3 separate regions of the Mus musculus genome follow, and all the other regions are linked to region 1. The links are chromatin contacts, called in public Hi-C maps. All regions are on one chromosome and are shown on one strand. Each heading gives the region's core, a stretch centred on a gene start, on an enhancer-like site or on the middle of the called end of the contact. The rest is flanking DNA. Distances are from core to core; before and after follow the strand shown.

Region 1 (3,731 bases), core at 700-3,199:
TCTGAGTTGGCTGCTCCTCGGACTCCGTGGTAATAACAGTTAACTGCTCATCGGAGCTGTGTTAAAACTGGTCACGGTGTAGACAGTTTATAAACAGGGTCTAGGAGGGTGGCTCTGTGGGAATGAATGACAGAAGGAGAACTGGGAAGCAAGGGGTTAACTTGAACAGAATTTCCTGTGGGGACAGTACATGTGTGACACTTCCTTTCAAGAGTATAAACCAAACACATCAAGAAAAAAAAAAAAAAAGATCCACTGTAACAAAACACCTCTAGCTTTCCAATTTGGGGTAGAAGGGTTTTCACAGGGTAAGAAGATGGGTTATTTCTAAGGGGTTTTGTTCCCATGACAACTGGAACCAGGGAAGATCTCTTCTCATTGGCTCATTAGTTGAGAACGTCTTATACTTATAAAAATACAGAAGAGTGTGATATGGAAAGGCACTTGAATTCCATGTGACCACTAAGACAATAACATAGCATTGCTCCCGCCATCTGGGCCTTCACCAGGTCCAAATTGCTTCCGTGTGTTAGATCACATTTTGCCCTCCTCTTGGGACTCTGCTCCTGCAGGAGCTGCTCATACTTCCTCGACCCTCACATGGGCCTGCTTGAGCTGAAGGGCTTTATTCAGATGTGCAGTGGTTCATGGTCAGCATGGTGCAGGCCTGCAAGCCTGCTTCTATAGCCGCTGAGGGCTTGTGTGAAGTGCCATTCAAGCTTCGTGATGGCATCCCATAATATAAGGCCCTTAGGTAATGTGACACTATGTCTCCAAGTACACTGTCTCCCCAGTGGAACTGTGGGGCCTTTATTGTTCCATTTATAGATAGGACATGACATAACCTGTCCTCTAGACAGGGGCAGCTAGGCAGAGCAGAAGGGTCTCCAGCACCAAGAAGGATATGACCATTGGGCTTCTGAATTCCACTGTGGATCAAATCAGTCTGAATGCTCCAGCCACTGTATCAGCCCCATCTGCCCTGTCATTTAAGAAGTGAAACTTAGGACCTGTGCTGTGTGCTGTCAGCGGACATGTGCCGCGCTATCTAGGGAGAGGGTAGTTGGATGTACTCACTGTTCTGAAAAGTTCTGAGAACACGGTGGGTCAGCACATCCAACAAGAAAGTTTTATTGTTCTATCTATCTATCTATCTATCTATCTATCTATCTATCTATCTATCTATCTATCTATCGCTTTTGTCCTAAATAGTTGATTTTTCCCCCCCAAATGGGAGGGCTTTGACAAGAAAAGAAAAAAAAAAAAGAAAAGAAAAGTGCTACGGTCTGCACTGAGAATATTTTGGGGTTCCTGAAGAAGAATGAGGGTTTTTCCAGGGGCCTAAGGCTTTGCTCTCTTCACCCCTAACTCTCTGAGAACTCAGATCCTTCTTTCTTTGGGAGGCTTGGGTTGTGGAGCAGGCAATTGGCCAGGCCGTGGGTAGTTCACAAATTTGTTCGTTTGAACCAGGAGCATAGACATCCCCAGTACTATGTAAAGCTTCCTTCAACCCCAGCCTATCTTCCAGAACAGAAGCTCATTTCTATCCAACAGGCTTCCCTGAGAACAGCCGCTGTCCACTGAGGCAGCTGACTACTAAGTCATGTTTTAATATCACTAATTCGTTTGTCTGCGCTCTTGGTCTGGCTTTCTCTATCTTCATAGAAACGAGGGAGGGAAAGGAAACAGTCGATGCTGATGCAGCCGGGGAGGCTGGAGACTCAACGTAGAGTTGGCGAATAGTTATGTTTGAGCAACAGAGTCACACCTTGTCCTGCCTGTCTCCCCAGCCTGTCCCCCACCCCACCGGCAGTGCCTCTTCACAATTCCCCAGCTTGACAGCTTGCTACCTGCCTGGCTCTGGCGGCTCAGCTCCCAGCTGCTCCCCTGGGCCTCTGTCTGGTTTGTCAGTGGGCTGCGTCAGCATCACGCCACACTATCTCCCGTTGGCCCAGCGCTCAACGCCTGACGGGCCAGCCCTCTCTCCCTTCTCTGCTGGGGCCAATGGGAGTCCAGGGAAGGTTTTGGTTACAAAGGAAAATAAAATAAATAAGTCATACTCCTGCACTCAGGAGCCAGGGCGAACCATCTTCACGGCCTCGTAAATCTTTCCTTTTAAATGTGTCCTTCTCTTTCTAGGTGCCCCTCCCAGCTCCTCACTCCCTTGGGCTGGTTGCTGCTCATAGTGCAAGGAATACAAAATGAGATCCTGGGAACTGGCCCTCCCTTTGGGAGTGTGCATGTAGCCAGCAGGAGAGAACGCATGGCAGTGCCAGCCTGCTGCTGGCCCTTACCCTGACTTACACCTCAGTCTGCCAGTTCACCTTAGAAGCCTGCCACTCCTCTTCTGGGCTAATGACCCCAACTCTGCTTCTTTATTTCTCACTCAGTGGAGGTGGGGGGATTAGTGTCATGTCTTATTTAAAGAGCCTAGACATTTTTTTAAACCTTTAGTTTATAAGACATTTTGTTAAACCTTGTTGCCCTGATCTCTTGTGCAAGGTTTTGTTCTGTTTAAGGACACATACCTTAAGGCAAAGGACTTATTATCTCCCGCCCTGAATGTGGATAAAAGTGCTTGAAAGTTGGAATCCTGGGGGTCTGGGGAGAGACTCAGACCTCCTGAAGGAGCGGAAGAGAACAGGGTGGGCACTGAGGGACACATTCTGAACAGAGTCTCTGCCTCCTCTGAACTGTCTCTGGGAGCTCTTATCGGGGTCCACCTGCTGTAGGACCAAAGCCCTAACCTTACAGGTAGAGGCCATCTGAAGGAATCAGGTCCAATCAAAGGGCTGGCATAGAGATGGTGTATAGGAGAAGTCAATTCTTTGCTGGTATAGTGATGAGATTTTTATGAAATACTCTTTTGGTGAATAGGGTAACCACCAAATTCCTTTAAGGTCTAGGATAAAAGGGGTTTTTACTGAAGAACCTCTGAGTGTCACAAAGAGATGGATTTACTGCAAAGTCAGTGACTTGTAACCTTAAGGTTCTTCATTTATGAGGCTCCATATTCATGGATCTGAGGTTGACCAAATAATACACTAAGCAGAGGATTTGCCTGTGGGAGTAAGAGATCTGCTTAGGCTCTGTTTGAACAAAATTCTATCTGTCTGTCCTATCGATCTATTGATCCATCCATCCATCCATCCATCCATCTATCTATCTATCTATCTATCTATCTATCTATCTATCTATCTATCTACCATTTTATTTGTTCGAGACAGGTTTCTCTGTGTAGCCCTGGCTACCCTGAAATTTTCTTTGTAGACCAGGCTAGCATCCAACAACTATCCACTTGTCTCTGCCTTCTAAATGCTAGGACTAAAGGTGTATTCCACTAAACCCACATGTTCAAAATGTCTCTATCAGGATCCCAGGCTGTTATGAGAATTTGGAGTTTAAAGAGTGGCAGGAAATTGGCTTTGGGTAGATGAGTCTTCCTTCTCCCAAAGATTTCCTGTCCTATACAAAACGGCACCAAGGGGCAGGAAGAGAATGTGTCCATGAGAATTCAGGTTGCCTCTTGCTTGGGAATGGAGGTAGAGAAATTTTCTTATAGGCTATCAATAAGATGCCTGAAGATGGTAGTACTTTGTATACAGGGAGTAAGCAGATTTTTAAATATGCACAGCCAGAAACTACTTTGCAGAAAATGTCTTCAAATCCTATACTTCATCTTTGTGAGGAAAAGCTTGGTCCATGTCTTCTCTGATTTGATAGCTATCCTA
Region 2 (3,731 bases), core at 331-2,830, 220 kb after region 1:
AAAGTTCCTTACAGAGCCTAGATACAGTCTTGTCCTAGGCCAAACCTCTTTGGAAGGCCCTCATCTCTTTTGACCTTCGTCTTCCCCTTTCTCTCCTCTAAGATTGTATCTGCACTCAGGTAAGATCTCTTTTGTTTGTGTTCACAAATTAAAATGTGTTTATAATTTGAACCTCTTTTATGTTATGAACAAGTCCCTTAGCATCATAACAGATACTCTGGTTTCTTTTGTTGTTTCTGCCTTCACAACGTGTCCATGATGAACACTAAATATATGGAAATCAGGGAAGAGGTGCATTCTGTCCTCAGGAACTTACGTTTCAAAATTCCCACGCGTACTGCGACAAAACAGTCCACCTATTTCACCAGATGCACTAAAGATCATAAAGGATTTCATCCAAGAAGGTGGATCTCCCCTCCATATGGGAAATTGTCTAGTTAGGTGTGCTTTTCTTTCTAACACCATCCTTTGGAGCCCTCGTTTCCATATCAAGGGAGTCTGAAAGAAAGACTATGCATTGTTCTTAAATCTACATCATGTCAAAGGGGAAAGATCCTAGAATTCTGACAGGCATCTTGAGAAAAGGAGAACTGTCCAATGTTTGATGGCGGATAGGATATAAGGGAAAGGCTCCCTCTGGTATATGTTCCACCGAATATCAACATCGAGTATAACACAAAATATATTTTAGTATAACTGTAGAGAAGTCATATTAAAAGTTTTTCTGTATTTGTCTGTTCACGGAGCTCGATGTCACCTCAGTGGGATTCATTGCTTGGTTATGAACGGATAACACGGAAGCAGGAGCTCCCCGACAGTGGGATACACAGCATCCCTCACTCCACTCGACTTGTAGGAAGGAAATAATGATTGCTCATATTGAATTCGCAATTGCTCATGAGCCTGTTGAAACTAGTATTGGTATTTTAGAAAGAGCAACAAAAGCTACATCTCCTTTCTATGATACAGGTAATAAGACATTTTATGTTCCTAGTGTTCAGGGGAGCATCAGAAAATCAATATGAATAAATTCAAGTACAGAGAGGATCTGACCTATTTGAAGATGCAGAGAAAGGCAAATGCTAGCACATATCATAAACACCTTTATCCCGCTCGTATGCAGACACTTGCATGTAGAAAAGGGTTCATGGGTTCCTTAGACATTTAGGCAGAGGGAGAATTGCTGGCTTTTCTTTTTCTTCATTCTTTGTTGTTGTTGTTTAGCGTTTCAAGGCTTATAGCTAAACTGATTTTGAAACTAAATACTGTCATTACAGAAGTTTTTTTTTTTTTTTTCCTGAGTTCTTCCAATTTCTCTGGGGACAAAATAATGGTTGCTTGAAGCAGAGGAGAAACAGTAATTAGGGCAAATAGTAATACTGTGCATGATTGAGGAAAACGTGGGGTGGGGGAGAGAATTCAACACACAGACTTGTACAGCTTGTTACTAGGAAACCACATCAGCATTAAATACAGTGTGCTAATTGGCTATCCTGTTTCTGCCTGGGTACCAGCCTGGGCCTGCTACACAGCTGTTTCTGCTCCTTCTGGTTGCTAGGTAACTGCATCATTTCTTCTCCCCCTCCCCCTTTGTATTCTGGAGGGTAATTGGCTACTTCTGCTCCTGGTGTTGCTGCTGGGTACCAGTCTGGGCCTGCTGCTCTGCTGTTTTCCAGAGGGATTTAGTGGGGGAGGGGAGGAAAGGAGAGAGGAAGATATGCTGGCAATTAATGGAGCATAAGTGCGAATTCTACACAATGTCTGGCACCTGCGTCTCCTTATCCTGCTTTCTCCACTAAACCCTTTAGCTCTGAAAAAAACGCATTAGGCTCTTGAAGTCTTTCCTTTCTCTGTGTGCCTTATGAGTGTAGTTTAAAAGAAATAAGGCATTTAAAGACCAATCACATAAATGATAGATTGGGCCTTCTTATGGAAAAAAAAAACTGGCAAAACATTACACACTGGTATTTGATAGAGGCACCAGGAGAATCTGCACAAACGTTAAAATTACCAAGTCACTAACAAAGCAGCAGCTCGAGCGTCTCCAGGGTAGTACCACTTTCTCTCTTAAACGGACAGGATTCTTTTGTAAGGCTTGTTGATTCACGGTGCACAAAGTACAAAATAAAGTGAACCAAAACATAATAGGATTTTTCCCGGTGGTTTTGTTCCCTACCAAGTAATAAAGGAAGGCCTCTGGACCCTGCTGACTTGGCAGTATAGGTTTTGTTCATCTGGTGTGCACAGCACATATCTTAGGCTTAAGGTCAGTATGGTGTTGCAGCCACAAAAAAATTATAATGCATGTTTTACACAACTTGATCACTTACGGCAGGTAACCAGATACGAAGCAAAATAAATCTGAAGGTAATTCTGGGATTCTTAAAAAGGGTGTTTTTTGTTTGTTTTTAAGTAAAATGTATAATTGCTGTTGATATCACCTGTTCAAGTAGAAGTTTCCATTTCATCATTACTGAAATTCTCACTGGAAGTGTGAGGAGGAGTCTTGAGATGTGAAGTCATGCTCCAAGGATATCCACTTTAAATGGTTGAGAAAGTCTGTGTAAATTGGGGCCCCTTGAAGAGACAGCTCATTCCCCTGGGATGGAGCAGTTTTATTGAGAAAACTCTGAGCATGTCGGTGACTGTACACAGAAATAGTGATCAAAGGCGACTCATTTTTACTGGACACTTATGGCCACTGCTGGTTTTCCATCCTTGCGATGTCCCTGTGCCCTTTTGGAATTCCGTGTGACAGGAAGAGCCTGATGGAGATGCAGACCCTTTCCACTGTTAAGACCAGGCTCTGTGAAATCACTTCTGCTTAACAGGGCTTCATAATCGGTAGGTAGACTCACATTCTGCTAGGTGGATGTCGAGACTGTGGTGTGTCCCATAGGCCAGCAGAAAACCAGCTATCCATTAGTTGCATTCAGCGAGCAAGAAACAAATCTCACCTTTGGAGGATACCACAGAGCAGGTACACGGTTATTTCTGTTGTCTGTATTAAGAGTTCCAGTTGTTAATTACTCCTAAATACTATATATTGAAAAAATGTACCATTTGCTCATATGGAACCACCAAAAGTCAAAACACTCGTTTGTTCCTAGACAAGTTTTATATTCTGATGGAAAGAGTGTTGGTAATTGGAAGGTTTAGCCATTGTTGGTAACAAATTACCAGAATAACAACTTCTTAAATGTGTGTTGTAGATTGTTCCTAGCTGACTTAGCAGTGTGTGAATCGAAAAGTCCCAAAGGAGTTCTGAGCAGTTTTGTGCCTGGCCCTATTTGTCTTTGTCCATTACTCGGATATGATAATATGGCCTCACTGTATTTCTGATCAAGGAAGCTCAAGGTGGGGGGGTCTTTGAAGTCTTGGGTGATTGTGGTTAGTCCCAGTGACAGGTGACCATCAGTACACACTTCTGAGTTCCCTTTGTACTCTCTGAGGAAATAGATTTCTTTTCTTGGGGCATTTCCATTTCTAAAGCAATTGTAAAAATGCAGGTATTGAATCAAGTATGCTTGGGGTTTGAAGAAAGGAGGTAGACCATATAGCTGCGTCAACTCTTTAGTCTTAAAAACAGGCTTGCAATGCTTGTGCTTCACAAAGCTAACACCTATTACATCAGGCTAGACAGCTGGGCCATCTGGAAAGAGGAGTCAGATCAGTACTTCCTGGCATGGATCAGTGATAGCTCTTAGCATTCCTCTGAGGGCATTGGAACT
Region 3 (3,731 bases), core at 784-3,283, 160 kb before region 1:
GGAACTTAAAGTCTCTGTGAGGCTAGGCACTTCCTCTCCCACTGAGGTGGCCCAGCCAGAAGAATATATCCCACACACAGGCAACAGCTTTTGGGATATGAACCACTCAACAAAGAACATACAGGGGCTGGACCTACACCTCCCTGTACATATGTAGCAGATGTGTAGCTTGGTCTTCATAAAGGTTCCTGCTTTTTATATGGGTTCTGGAGGTTGAATTCTGGCATTCTTGCTTGTCTCTCTGGTAAGCAATTTCCCAGTCTGAGCTGTCTCCCCAGGTGAAGCCCTTAGGCAGTCCAGTGCAGTGGACAGATGCAGGCCGGTGGCTGGCTGCCTTCTGAGGTAAGGCAGGTGTTACTACACTGCTCTTCTTTAGGGAACAGGAAGCAATACCAGCATTTACTTCATATGGTTCTTAGTGGGCCTGCTGTCTAGAAAGTGCACAATATAAATATTGCAGGGAGAGTGCTTTTCTTAAATTGAGAGGTAGACATTTAAAAATCTGGAGAACTTATATAAAAGCCTAACTTATATAAAAGTCACATGGCCAGTTTCTTTATTCACATTACTTGTCTGGTCCCTAGGGCCAGTTCTAGGCTCTTCTTCCCTTCCCCACTGGCTCCTCCCCATCTGAAGCCAAGGACAGTGAAGCCTGAGAGGTGGTGCGCAAGAACAGCTGTGGGTAGAAGTCAGCTGAACTCTTCCCCACCGCAAACTGTATAACAGGACTGACCGCTCTGGGTCCTAAGGACTCTGCAGATTCTCTTATCTGAGCAACGCAAAGCCCTTGGTACCACATTTTAATCTAATTTGTTTCTTTTGTCAGATTTCATCTTCAGGGAGAAGTCTTTGAGGGGCCGGGAGGGGCCATGTCCTATGGGACATTTGGTTTCATTCATTCCTAGGTGGCAGGTTGAAAGGGCAGGGCTGTTAAACTGTGAAGGACAGCTGCAGCCTGATGGGCAACAGGGGAAGGCCCTGGGGATCTCTCTCTCTCTCTCCCTCCCTCCCTCCCTCCCCCCTCCCTCCCTCCCTCCCTCCCTCCCTCCCTCCCTCCCTCCCTCCCTCCCTCCCTCCCTCCCTTTCCTCCTTTCTTAGCTCTGTCTGTCTTCCTATCCAGATACGTGAAGGCTTTTCTTATTTTCATTTTCAATCTAGAGAAGAAATCCGATTTCTGAGAAGGGTTCCAAATGTTATTTCCTCCTCACAGTAGGAGTCTCAGGAGAAAGCTTTGTGCCTAAGGGAGCCAGGAGAGCTTCGAAGCTTTCACCCACGTCTGGTGTTACCAAAGGAGGCTTGGATCGAGGGCTGCAGAGGCTGCGCTTGTTCCAAGTGCTCTCGTGGGGGCAGCAGCCGCTCAGAATGGCGCGGCCCTGTCACTGCCTATCTGCTCATTGAGAGGCAGAGCACATCAGAGGGCCTCTGCGAGGACACTTTGCAGACTATAAATCGGGGATGGAGGAGAGGCTTAATTAAATCAGTCCTGAGGTCACAGGAAGGGAAAGCCCCCTTCTCCCTCCCAGACTTGACCTGTTTCACGTAGCGTGGCAGCCAGAGAACCTCAAAATGTGTTAGCAGGAGTAATGTAAATGTGCTCAGAGGAGCCGGTTCCCAGCCCCATTGTAAGGAGAGAAATCCCATCTAGTCTGCAGACAAGGGAAGATTCTGACCTTCCAATTTAATCCTGTGAACTAAAACCAGAAGAAGACAGCCAGCGAGGCCAAATCGCTGTGTCGGATTGTGATGTTTTAGTACAGGCTTTCTTAAAACATCTTATTTCTAAAGATTCTTGTTATTTGAAGGGACTCTGGGCGGTGTGAGTGAATCCTCCGCCAGAACTGGGTGCAAAGGGTAAGCCATTGGCTGACACCTGTTTATGAGCGAGGCAGCCAGTTAGGACCTAGGGTCTCAAACAGGGTACCAGCCAAGAGGAGCCTGTCAGAAAGGAAAACATGGCTGCCAAGGACGAAGGGAACAGGCTATCGTGGCCTCTGGGCCTTCAGCCCGCTGTGCTGTGCAGGAAGGCTTGGCACACATCAATGGGTCTGCTCTAGTCTTCTCTCCGTGGCTCATGAGTTTGGGGAGTCACTGAGCACACCATGTCTGTCTGTCAACTGCCACTTCGGGTCACCCCTCTCTCTCTAGCCCTCCCCAAGTGTAAAGATAGGATGAGGTGACAGGAGGAAAGCCAGCAGAACATAAATATGGAGACGTCGTCCTTGGATGTGTGATCTTGGCTACATTTGGGACAAACAAACTAGAAGTACCTTTAACTTAGCCCAGCTGGTGTCCATGGTCCTTGAAACTGCAAGAGTGGCTGTATGGCCCACCCTAGGGCACATGGTCCCATGCGTGTCACCAGGTGACAGGAGTCTAGGCCTCTGAATCATCACCCAACCCACCATGTCCATAACTTATGGATCGCCTTCACTTTTCATTCATAATTTTCCTGTGATGCTCTATCCAGCAATTCACCCATACCAATACCATTAGTCTGTCACGTCTGTTAGCGAGATCCATTCTTAACTTAGCATGATACAGTGTGTGTGTGTGTGTGTGTGTGTGTGTGTGTGTGTGTGTGAGAGAGAGAGTAGTGAGTGTGTATGAGTATGTGTGATTGTGTCTGTATGAGAGTGTGTGAATATATGTGAGAGTGTGTGAGTATATGTGAGAGTGTGTGTGTGATTTTTTTCCCCCTTTCTGGAACTTGATGTATTTTCACTGTTCTCCAGTTTCCTTCAAATCAAAGAGGGCCAGAAAGACTAGGCAGTCGAACCATTCCCTCCTCCTTCTAGGAAGGTAGATCAGGGCAGGGAGAGGCTTTATGAAGGAATTAGAGAGGGGAGGGGAGGGGAGGTAAGGTAGAGGACAGAGTGGGGAGGTGAGGAAGGAGGCAGGAGAGAAGGAGAGGGAAAAGTAGGGAGGGAGGGAGAGAGAGAGAGAGCCCTCCCCCACCAATGCTAACACATTAATTGAGCCTGTGCAGATAGTGTGCACACAGTACAAGTGCCCCAGTCTTCTGGGACACCCAGTGCAGGCGTCACTGAGCTCTGACCTTACTCAAGCTTTGGCCCATTTCCATTTCCTGAAGTTCTTTTCTTCCTTAATAAACTCTCTCAGTTTCTATCCTCATCCGTGTATCCCTGATCCAACTCCTTTATCCAGGACACAGGGACCTTGGAAGTCCCAGCAGGTGCTGTCCGGATACCAATACACACCTGAAGCAGCTGTCTTTATCACTATGATGTCTCTAATGGACAGCAAACACGTGAGCAGGTTAGGAGTGGAGAAAGGTGTGTCCTAGGGGCCCTTGTGGGGCAGCGTTAGGGGGCAGGGCTTCACCTCCCATTGAGGAGTGGGTGAACTAGGCCTTTGACTTGGCAGTCAGTCTTCCAGCTGGCTAAGCCTTAGTTATCTCCACTGCAAAAGTCAAGCATCAGACTTGTCTGGCACTAAGGCTGGCTCCGGGGCACTCTAAACTCATGAGCTAAGATACAGCAGTCCACAATTTGAAAATCCGGTAGCATGCTTTTAAAGTTAATTTATGTAAACTACACAACAACAGCAACATTCTTCCTGTGATCCATATATTTATACCCCATTACCAATGCCATTATATATGAATAACTTATTAGATCCAATTTAAAAAAACAGCTAAGGGGAGAAGGATGAAGCGGGCAATGATTCTCCCAGGCTCATTCTGGTAAGCCAGCCATTTGCTTATCTCTTCA

The links. A called contact is a pair of places that touch in the nucleus more often than the background predicts.
Region 2: a contact with region 1 is called in a Hi-C map of the N1E-115 cell line, with 4 times the contacts expected there. The contact joins two enhancer-like sites. A contact is called at or near these places in 2 of 39 promoter capture datasets (the C10 cell line and pre-B cells) and 2 of 484 Hi-C or Micro-C datasets (the N1E-115 cell line and nephron progenitors).
Region 3: a Hi-C map of the N1E-115 cell line shows a contact between it and region 1, with 9 times the contacts expected there. The contact joins two enhancer-like sites. A contact is called at or near these places in 11 of 484 Hi-C or Micro-C datasets (the N1E-115 cell line, bone marrow-derived macrophages, cortical glia and 7 more), 5 of 115 datasets of contacts at active chromatin or transcription factors (differentiating embryonic stem cells, embryonic stem cells, neural progenitor cells and 2 more) and 1 of 9 other capture datasets (embryonic stem cells).

The regions. Positions count from the first base shown.
Region 1 is chr1:64,287,484-64,291,214 of GRCm38.p6, reverse strand. All of the region lies in intron 1 of Gm35803 (a long non-coding RNA gene), which reads right to left. Among named protein-coding and RNA genes, the nearest start is that of Gm35803, 10 kb to the right of the region's middle. Within about 2 kb of position 1,949, at least 46 of the 459 cell types and tissues checked have an H3K27ac peak or open chromatin away from gene starts, as enhancers often do. A contact at or near this core is called in the N1E-115 cell line, where this site is marked.
Region 2 is chr1:64,064,905-64,068,635 of GRCm38.p6, reverse strand. The region is part of intron 2 of Klf7 (Kruppel-like factor 7 (ubiquitous)); the gene reads left to right. Among named protein-coding and RNA genes, the nearest start is that of Gm13748, 13 kb to the left of the region's middle. Within about 2 kb of position 1,580, at least 27 of the 459 cell types and tissues checked have an H3K27ac peak or open chromatin away from gene starts, as enhancers often do. A contact at or near this core is called in the N1E-115 cell line, where this site is marked.
Region 3 is chr1:64,443,838-64,447,568 of GRCm38.p6, reverse strand. No RefSeq gene overlaps it. Among named protein-coding and RNA genes, the nearest start is that of Gm36148, 71 kb to the left of the region's middle. Within about 2 kb of position 2,033, at least 159 of the 459 cell types and tissues checked have an H3K27ac peak or open chromatin away from gene starts, as enhancers often do. A contact at or near this core is called in the N1E-115 cell line, where this site is marked.